2 separate regions of the Danio rerio genome follow, and region 1 is linked to region 2. A link is a contact called in public Micro-C data. All regions are on one chromosome and are shown on one strand. The core of a region is the stretch at or near the end of the contact, and the rest is flanking DNA. Distances in the headings are between cores, read along the strand shown. Region 1 holds the start of nacc1a (nucleus accumbens associated 1, BEN and BTB (POZ) domain containing a). Region 2 holds the start of si:dkey-283b1.7.

Region 1 (5,418 bases), core at 2,718-5,217, 310 kb after region 2:
GTGCTCATTTTTAAAACGTCTTCAAAAGTATTCAGAACAAGTTACATGATGTACAGAAAACCTGGCAACTCCACAGGCAGACAAGAAACTCCTGTCCATGACCTGAGCACCTTTCTGGTGGATGACATTTATTTAGCCTACTTGTTTTAGGACGCAGAATGCTCAGTAGCATGTCCCATCTGGCCCTTCTTAGCCAGCTGTTAAATTATAGCTACGTTTTATCATAGCATTCAGCTTTGCTAAGTTTGTTCTCAGAAGAAGGCTGATAGTTGTGTGAGAAAAATAAAAAAACTATAAGAACAACAAGCAAGTTTGGACATCAGAGGTGTGCACAAGAAAGGGAGAACCATGAGAATTGGTTCAGATGTAAAAAGCTTTGAAAAAACATCAATGCTTCAAGAGGTGTCCATGGAAAGATAGTGGGTAAAAATCTATTACAGGATTAAACTAACCTGCTAAACTGACTGAATAGTTGATAGAGGCTTTTCCAGTTGGTAGGTCGTCTTCTTCCTCATCTTCTTCTTCTCCTTCCCAGGGTCAGTGGCATCTAAAAGATTGAACATCCCTGCTGAAGAGCAAGGATTTTCAAACTGAGGTTCAGGACCCAAAGGGACCATTGGGGGTCTGTGGAAAAATATGAAGAAAAGAAATTTAAAAATCAATAAATGAGGGGCAAAAACCTCTAAGTGCCATATGAAGTTTTCATCTAAATTTAGCATTTTTCTCAGGCGGTTGTGTGTAGTTTCAGGAATTTTACCCCTAGGGCACAGAATACGTTATTTCCATAGCCTTGAAAGTGAAATAACTGAATATAAACATTGAAGGCTGAAAAAAAAAACCTAATTTAATAGTAAATTTTCAGATGGCACCTAGAGATTTTTGCATCTGAACTCTTCAAATAATATGTTTAAACAATATTTTGAAGACTTTTTGAAAGCAGCAGCCATTGATTTACATAGTATTTGTATTTTCAAAGTATGAACATTCTTCAGAATATCTTGTTTTGTATTCAGCTGAAGAAAACGTTTTAATGTTGGGTGAACTATCCTTTAAAAGAGTACAGTACTAAAATGTTTAGAAAAAATAACAATGTAGCCAAATGGAAAATTAAATTACTTCTAATATTTTTTAAAATATATTTGTTATGGAAGTATAAATTGGGTCTTTATACAAGAAACACACACTGTAAAAAAATATGATCAATTAGTCATGACAGCATATGGTTTTAGTTCATTGTAACTTATAATTAGCCTAAGTTTATCATGTTCTAACTTAATTGTATAAGTTATACAAGCTGCTTTAATTCGGTTTAAAAATATAAGTTCAATGGACTTAAAAGGTTCGTTTGATTCAGCTTAAAATTTAAGGCAACCAGGATTTTTTTTACAGTGTAGACACATTTAGGTTTAACATGATGGTCCCTATATGATGAGCAGAAAGTTTGTGGTTTCTAAAGGACTAAAAACCTCTTTTCTAGCAAAAGGATATCACTGTAATCGTATGCTACCAATGGATGTGTTGTTAGATAACGTTTATGACCCATATGCCTCATTCCAGTGCTGCACGTCAGCGCTCTCGTGTTTCCTCATGAAGCTTCAGTTTCAAAACTTTTCCCGTTCGCGTGCTGCCATCAAGTGGCGAGCAGAAGTAATCAATCAATCCGTCATTCACTGTGATATGGTTGTCCTCAGGCCCCAACTGAAGCGATTTTCCTCTTTACCCCGCCATCTGTCGATGGACGTCTCTTTTCTCTAGACAATCTGTGCTCAAGCTGTGAATTAACTACGGATGTCATTTTCAGCAGGCAAACAAACATGCGCGGCAGCTGCAGTCAGCGGTGACAAATTCACTGTTAGTGTTTTCTGCAGATGCTAAACTACAGAAAAAAAGGTGTCAATCAGTTGCTTCTCACATACGACAGTGGCACAGACAGCACATGACCGAAGCGAAATTAAATAGGTGAAATGCAAAGTAAAAAAGTGTGTCAGGTCAAGCACATGCCTAAGTATTTGTTTCTTTTTAATGTGTGCATATCATATATAACTTGTTTTATAAAGCTTCATTACAGTACATTCATAACATAATCTAGGTGTAGGTCTCCGAGGATGGAGCCTGAAACTCTGTACCAGACTTCAGACAATAAACATCTAACAAATGAAACAAACATGACACACAATAAATGTTATCAATAAGGTGTAATGCAAAAAAAAAAAAAAAAAAAAAACATGATTCAGAAACGACTATATAAATGCATAGATGAGCTTCACAAATGGTGAAATAAATGGTTGTGCGTCCCGGTGTACTGTAATTATGCCACTAGATGGCAGTGTTCCTTTTCATTTTAACATGCCAAAGTATACATTTCACATAGGGCAGGCCTTTCACATACAAGATGAACAAGGCGCTTGAAAACTTGACAAAATGTCGTTTTTAAATATTGGACAAGCTTAAATACAGTTTGAGTCAATAGAAAAGTATGATTAAATGGCAAAATAAAAAAATTAATATAAAATACAACACTAATATGGTAGTAAAATGCTAATGACACATTTATTGAAAGGTCACTTAAAATGGGTTTAATAAACTAATTTATTTAACATACAAACAAAATACATTCATATATTTAATATATAAACTTTTTTGGCTTAAAAGTGGTTATTTTAAATAGTTCTTACTACAATAAAGTTAATATAAATTTAGGCTATTTGCAGTGTAAATGTGATGGTCACAAATGAACCAGTAATTTAGGTCAGGAGCTGTGAAAATATACAATAATTTATTATTTATACAACCATTATAGAAATTGTGTGTGAAGCTATGGGACAACTTTTGAGACTACTTTTATAGTTATGTGACTAGATATGTATATATTTTTTATCCGTTAAAATATAACATGCTTTTCCCAAATAAATCCCCTCAATTAAAAAGAAATATATATATATATATATATATATATATATATATATATATATATATATATATATATATATATATATATATATATATATATATATATATATATATATATTTCACAATATTCCATTCTAGGCATGTCTAGTTTAGCACTTCTGGATAAGTGAGCAAAATGCTATAAACTAAAGTATAAGCACACAGAACTGCAGTGAAAATAATAAGCATACACCAATCTGGCAACCCAGTGTTTTCACTTTCACAAAATCGTGACTACGGAAGCCCGTGCGCACGTTTTTCAGTCACAAAAATGCAATTGGAAATGTAGCTCACCGGGGTAATGTAAGGACATCTATAGGGTCAGCACGTGACGTCACGCGTTCGTATGTTTTTTTTTTTTTTAACCCTGTAGAGCAAACACATAGTTGTATGTGACCTGCAGATTTGTGCTTTTCTCACGGTGCGGGCAAACTTACATGGATTGTTCGAGCCATCAGTGAGTATGTAACGTACATATTTTAATAAACAGCCTTTCTAAATCAATAATCGCCCTCAAACTCAATTGGCCTTTTCATTGGTTATTGTTTAACATCGTAATGGATGATACAGGAATTCCTAAACACGCGAGGAATCTTTAAAGCAAGCGCATCCCATTTAGGTAGGCTAATCCTTTCGGGACGCGGTGAAATAACGTGTCTTCGATATAAGCAAACTTTATTTGATGTTCCCGTTAACGCTCCCTCGCGGAGTTCATGGCGTTCTCTGCCTGCTCTATATTGGGGATCTGTCTGGCGAGACGTAGAGGCATGGCCTACTTTTTGCGCACGTATGGAAACGAGGCGGTGGCTCTTTTCGCTGTTGCTGTGCCAGCCTATGCGCAAATACATCTCGACGCTGGATAGGTCTCCTGGCATTGAGGCTGCGCCTGTGATGATCATGCGATTGAGTGACGACGGGGAGTCATGTCTAGTCTATGCATGATCAGTGGCTCTGCGCTCCGTATCCCGCTGGAAAAAGAGTTCGCGCTCGATGGCTCTGCGATCGACTTCGCGCCTATGCCCACAATGAATGGCTGTTTCCAGCGCGAGACAGACGAGGCGAGAGAGTGAAGGAGAGCGAGCGCGTCGGACTCCATTGAAACACTTTGAAACGGCCTCCAGCTAAGGGGTGAGTATCCTGCCTTCGAGCGCCCGCAGCGGGCCTTGAGAGGCGGCGCGTCGCCGCAAGCTGCTGTCCTGGCATTTTGGCCGAAATCCGCTGGCTTTGAGGTGTTTGGGGGGCATTGTTTTGGGGAAGGTGTGCGGTGGGGGATGGGCGCAGACTAATGGTACCAACAAAAAAAAGTTTAACCACTTCACCGACCTCACTGACATGGCTGAACGCGCGTGCTGGCAGATGTTCCGGAGTTCGATCTGGCTAATTTAAAACGCCGATTTCCGGGATCTTTCTCATCTGCTTGCCAAAAGGCTGATATTTGGCCGTTGCATCTGGAGGTACCACTTTGAGCGTGATTGATGTTGTTGTGGCGACGAGTACTTCAGTCATTTTCTTATTGGCGGAGTCGAGCTGACCCCCCCTACTGTCAGCGCTGGTTCAGTCTGGCTCGCCCCCAGTTCGTGCATTTGTCCCGGGATGACCTGTTGATGTCTGTGAAATAAGATAAGGTGGGGTATCCGAACTAGCGCGAAATCGCTATGGAACATTAACTTTGAAATCCCGTGGACTGAAAAGTATGCGCTCGGCTGCCAGTAACGGACTGCACGTTGAGTCGTAGGAGATTCTTGAGTGTTGCCGTTGTAATTGAGTGGCGTGGAGAACGGGGCGAACCCTTATTTCGGCGGTGCCGCGCTCGAGACGGACCCGTCTAGGCCCGAGGATGTAGGCACGCTCGCTCCGCATTGGTAAAGACGGGACAAGAGCAGCAAACTTGCGATCCTCGTTGCGTCGCGGCGTTTGTGCTCGCTGCTCGCATGTAGGTGCTGCATTTCTGACAGAGTGGCTCATAGTGGGCGCTTTTGCCATCGCTCTTCAACGGCCCGTGCCAGCGGAGAACTCCGGACGGACGGGCAGATTGACTGACACACGGTTAGCCTGCCGCCGACAGAGCCTCATAACACAGCTCTACTGGCAGGTCTGGCGGCCAAAGGTTTGCTCTTAATGTTTCTCCTACGTTTCCCTCTACTGTTCTGCATTGTTTGATTAGAGTTAGTTTATGCACCGTCGTATGTTCAATGGCTGCCTCTGTACTACCATCACACGGGATTGGCATCACAGTATTAGACAGCATTTTATAGCTGAGTTGTTCCTTTTGTATGTATGAGTAAACTTTTCAAGAGGCCCCAGTCATATTATATTTCAGAATTTTAACCGTTTATGTGATATATTTGAAATCATAATATAAAAGTGTGTAACATTTTATAAGCTAATTCATCAAAACTGTTTTATTTAGTGCAGCATACTTTTGTCCCGGTGATTTAAATATATGTGAGATGACTATCTTTATATTTT
Region 2 (5,736 bases), core at 2,293-4,792:
TTGCATGCACTAAAAATGCTAATATTTCATCATAAAAAAAGGGTTGTTTTGACCCAAACTTGCATAAAATACTAACAAATACAACAGTTGTGTTCAATTTTTCAATATAATTTGGAAACTTTATAATAAGGTTTCATTAGTTAATGTCAGTTCATGTATTTACTAAGATGAACTAATGAACAATATTTGTACAGCATTTTTTTTTATCATAGTTCAACATTTACTGTCTTATTGAATGACAGATCATGCTAGATAACATTAGTTTACATTGTTTATTGTTTGCAAATGCATTAACATTAATACAACTTTTTCTTATATCAGTTAATACTATTTTTACTCATATATGTGTCATAGGGAAGCCCAAGTTCTGTTTTTTTTTTTTTTTTTATAAGAGGAGATTTTAAGATGAAGAACAGTTAAAATTGTGTCTGTGTGGCAAACCTTCACATCACTATTATAAGTCAACTTCTGCTTTCATAGGGAGTATGTGATGTGTGTGCAAATATTTTATTTAACTACCTCTTAGATTTATCTCTGATGTGGATCTTATCATATTAAGTTGACAAAAAAGCTTAGGTAGTCTAAACCTAACCATAACCTAGAACTATAAGATAAAACTAAAACTAAATGGCTTTTTAATTAAGAGGGTGACTTCTTAGATTTACCAAAATGTGCAAATGTGCCAAAATGACTGCACAAATGCATAGCCAAAATCTGCATGCTTTGAAGTCTCCACACATTACTTTCTAATTTCTACATGAACAAACTTATCACACGCAATCTGTCCAGCTCTTGCCTTCTGTTGTCAGGGATGGCCCAATGCCCCATAGTGCCTGTGCCATCCCAGCACGCCACGATCTAGTTCCTATTTATACCCCGCATGGTAGTAAGCAATCTATCGAACAGTTCCGTTGCATCACTCTTTTTCCATGACATCACCCAGAAGTATGCTGTAATCGAGCACAAATCAATCAACAGACAAGAAATAACCAATGTAACTCCATTGATCCTCAAGAGTTGCACAACAGTTTAAAAGGTGCATGTGATTATGTTTAGAAAAAAATTGGGTAAATTGTTAATGCACATGTGATGTTGCATGTGTAAACTCTTACCACTTTTGCACACCGGACAGCAATGGTTGGGTTCGTATACAGGATTTACACAATGCAAAGCTGGACAGCCGGATATGGTGCAGTAAACTTCTTTGTTGACTTCACACCGGCAGCGCTCACAGGGTGACAACTGTTTTAAACAAGAACTACTTTTAATTACTTCAGAATTCAATTAGGGCATTATTATTATTATTATTATTATTATTATTATTAATTGACAGAACAGGCAAAACATGAATTTCTCAGATAATGGCAGGACATAAAAATATAAACTTTTTTAGTTGTCTATTTTTTTTGTTTGTTTAATATTTAGTAAGCTATGATTTGTATAGGTATAAATATAAAGAACCAACAAATTTGTGAGATTCATGCTATTTTATTTAGGGCTGATGCCCTGCTGAGTTTAGCTCCAACTTTCCTCAACACATTCCAGGAAGTTTAGTCTAGCTGTATCTGCGTTATTAATGTATGTTGATTTGTTTTTTCCTATTTTTTTTTACTGTTTTATATGTGTTTATAATATATAATATAATTTAACTTGATCTGTTAAGTTATTATCATTGTTACTGTCATTGTCTTTTTTGTGTATCGATGTTTGTTATTTAAAAAAAACAAGTAGCCTACATGCATATGCCTAATAAGTAAGTAAATTAATCAATCAGATAATTATTAAACACCAAAAGAAAGGTAAAAATAATATTAAGTTATAAATAGAGAGCAAAAAGGCGATTTTGTAAAAACTGTGACGTCATGTTTATGCTTGCTAAAGCAAGCGCTTTAATCTAGCTACATACATTCAGGTAGACTGCAGGCATACGGCTAAATAAATAGCCTAAGTACTAAATAAATTGGCCTAAATTAATTAATAAGAACGAAAAAGAAAGGAAGACCTGAAAAAGGTCACACTCACCCTAAATTCCTCCAGCACTCTGTAAGTTTTGCCGCGGAACAAGCAAACTTTACTGACCGCTTCACATACGGGACAGCAGGACTTGTATTTGATGCGCGTGCATCTCGGGTGTATCCGCGGGCACTTGGGTCTGACACACACGGGACCGTCCTCTGTGCAGGTGCATGGACACGCTGTGGAGCCCGGGTAATAAACCTGTCCGATGCCATAAACAAATCCTTGATCGTCCATGCAGAACTTGCCTCGATAGTCACCGAATTCGTAATCCAGTTCGGATTTGGACGAGTACTCTGATGCACTTTGGAGAACAAAGCGCTGAAGTGCAAACAGGACGCAAAGGACGAGAGAAAGCATCGTTACTGACAGTTTGTTTATGTTGGGCTCTCGTTTGTTATGGTGCGCGCGGGGCAGCGCATGAACATTTGCCCAATGACAAGACAAGAAAAAACTGTCCCACCTCTCGATGCCACTGTCAGCAGCAGGCTACTGTACAAACAGGGCAGAGGGTTTGACTTTAAAGGGAAATATACATTTTCTTTCAGTTAATTAGACGAGTTGGCGAAATCATTCAAATTAGGTCTAAATAATAACAACTACACCTAAATGGCAAAAAAAAAAAAAAAAAAAAAAAAATTAAACTAAGTTTTTTTTTTTTTTTTAAATACGAATAAGATTGTATGCATAATATTGGGGGAAATGGCAAAAGGTTTATTGCCTCGTTATTTAGTAAAATAGCTTAGTCCAATTTGGCAGCTGTATCACAGAATATTATTCGCTTTTTGTCGAAAAGTAATAGTTATCTTATCCAATTGTGCTAATTGCATTGCATCTTACCACACAACTGAATTGTCACGTTGGGGTTCCCAAACTTTCCATGTTTTGACAGAAAAAAAAAGGAAAAAATGTTGACAGAAAAGCCCCGCCCTCCATTAAATAGCTCTTATTTATTAGCTGCTGACATTTATTTAGTGCTAGTAAGTATTGTTTAATTACTACCACTTTTTAAAATAGTCACTAGCCTACTTATAGGATATTCTTATTTACTAGCCTACTATTTTACTGACACTCCTCTTCCGCCATCTGGTGGTCAAATATAAACTGTAATGCAGCAGGGGGGTTTCATGGCCAAATCGTCAATCTTTGTAACTTAATTTGACAAACGCCATACTTTCTCTTTAAGGCATTTAGGCTTACTGTCAAAAACTTGAGCTAGAAATAATCTGTAATTTCATTGATTGTTGTGAGCACTGAATTAGTGAAACACATTTCTGTTTATTTTAAGAGCTATCACAAACTTCATGGTTATCTGCTAGAGTAAAGCTAAATGAGGATTTCACACTCTAACAACTAACTATAATGCTTAAAGAGCACTTTCATTAGCATTGTGGCAGATGTGATTGTTCTGTCCAGTTGCAAACTTTTTTGTGCTTTTACTAAAGGCAAGGCAAGCTTATTTATAGCACATTTCATACACAGTGGAAAATCAAAGTGCTTTACATAAACAAGAATAAAAAGACAAGTATAAGGAAAAAAAATTAAAAACAGATAAAAACAGATTAAAATGTGTTAAAACAGGTAATAAAAGAATGAAAAAGAAAAGGAAGACACAATAGTGCTAATACAGTAAAGGAAAGAAAAATATTATCAGACCATAAACTGTGGTAGGAGAAACTTTTAGTGCACTACAATGTGCCTTTGATTCTTGGCTCAAGAGACATAGGACCACTTAAGACAAAGACAGTGTATTTGGGACCTTTTTTTGTGAAATTTGTGAGCTGAAAAAGAAATAATAATAATAAAGTTAAATAATAATAACATTAAAATAAATAATATATTATTAAGTAATGTTTACAGTTGAAGTCAGAATTATTAGCCCCCCCCCCCCCCCCCCCTTTAAAAAAAAATATATTTCCCAACCAATGTTTAACAAAGCAAGGACATGTTCACAGTATGTCTAATAATATTATTTTCTTCTGGAGAAAGTCTTATTTGTTTTATTTCTGCTAGAATAAAAGTTTTTAATTTTAATAACCATTTTAAGATCAAAATTATTGGCCCCTTTCAGCTATATTTTTTTACATTGTCTGCCGAACAAGCCAACATGATCATCATACAATGATTTGCCTAATTACAATAACCAGTTAACCTAATTAACCTAGTTAAGCCTTTAAGCTTGAAGCAGTAGAAGTGTCTTGAAAAATATCTAGTCAAATATAATTTACTGTCATGATGGCAAAGATAAAATAAATCAGTTATTAGAAATAAGTTATTAAAACTATGTTTAGAAATGTGTTGAAAAATTCTTCTCTCCGTTAAACAGAAATTGGGGAAAAAATAAATGGGGGCTAATATGTTAGGCAAATAATTCTGATTTCAAATATATATTAAAAATAACTCTGAGATATTTGTTTACTTGCATGTCAGTTAAGACAATCATCATCATCAGATAATATCATCAGACAATATCAACATTTGAATGTGTTGTTAAAAATCAGACCAAAGAGGTTAATTTCATGCTCAATAATTATATTATTGCTGTTTTTTCTATTGACTTTTATTACTGATTTGCAATTATATATTTTTTTGTTTGTGTATTATTAAACATAATTATGTCTATATTTATTTTCATATTTTGCTGTGCTTTCCATATAGATTGAGTAGCCTGTACATTCCGCTAAAGGTTAATTTATAATAGTTTTTTTAATACAAGTAGGTATTCAAAAGATTTAGATTTACATAGGCTACATTTTCAAAGGCGAAATAACTGAAGTTTGTATTAGTTTACATTATTCTCAGAATACTGGCTAAAGCATTTTGTAATTTAATTTAGTTAGATTACATGTAACATAATAATCAGGAAACATTTTTTTTAAAGATAGTCATCCTACATGTTTGTTCCAGCACGTGATTTCACTGGTACCTCACTCAGTTGCATCAACTGAAGTGTTTTCACTGTCATGGTTCTAAATACAATCGTATGGTGATCCACTGATATGCACCATTATTATAATTTTAATAGATTTTCCGCCAGTTTTTATTGTATTTTTTTATTTATTTTTATTTTGTTCTGTTTCTGTTTACTCAAGCGTGTACTGAAACAAACCTTACTACTTGCTAAGTAAAGATTGCATCATTTGCTATGCAATTATATTTTAATCAAGTAAATATATGCACCGCCCACGATTTGTCATTGGCTATTAATGCACATGGAGGCGGTTCTGGAGGAAACGATTGGTCAGGATGTGGGTGAATAATTCATGAGCAGGAGAAAAACACTCATGACTCATTTTCTGAACTTATTTAAACAAACACGTAAATGTGCGAAGTGAGGATCAGTCTGATTTCAGTCTAGCCGATTATCTGTTTAGCATGTTGTCCTGATAGCAGTAATATGTAGCGATACTTGTTTATCTCGACGCAGCAGGTTTTAACCTAGCGGTGAGCGGCGTTACAGTCTGAATGTGTTTGTGCTGTATCAGCTTACAATTGTTCCCCCAAAAGTCGCATCGTTTTAAAGTTGTTTAAGCTAAATTTTAATAGCCGCTGCCCGAGAGATGGCATCGTTAACAACGACGGATCCTGTTTTTAATCCTGGGGCCATGGGGCTACCAGAGTCTGTTGTTCCCGCTAGCATGTTCGCTCCAGGTCGGGGATGCGGCGATGATGACGAGTCGGATTGCTTCGATGACGGGGACATGTTCAACGGCGAGACCG

The links. A called contact is a pair of places that touch in the nucleus more often than the background predicts.
Region 1: a Micro-C map of caudal fin shows a contact between it and region 2, with 6 times the contacts expected there. The contact joins the promoter of nacc1a here to the promoter of si:dkey-283b1.7 in region 2. A contact is called at or near these places in 2 of 18 Hi-C or Micro-C datasets (caudal fin and an unstated tissue) and 1 of 4 datasets of contacts at active chromatin or transcription factors (embryo).

Annotation. Positions count from the first base shown.
Region 1 is chr3:32,557,010-32,562,427 of GRCz12tu, forward strand. It overlaps nacc1a (nucleus accumbens associated 1, BEN and BTB (POZ) domain containing a), which reads left to right and starts at 3,968. Exons shown (of 6, transcript NM_001423471.1): 1 at 3,968-5,056.
Region 2 is chr3:32,243,507-32,249,242 of GRCz12tu, forward strand. It overlaps si:dkey-283b1.7, which reads right to left and starts at 3,543. Exons shown (of 3, transcript XM_685794.9): 1 at 2,023-3,543; 2 at 1,113-1,242. The coding sequence starts at 2,376. It overlaps gtpbp1 (GTP binding protein 1), which reads left to right and starts at 5,542. Exons shown (of 12, transcript NM_213475.1): 1 at 5,542-5,736. The coding sequence starts at 5,577.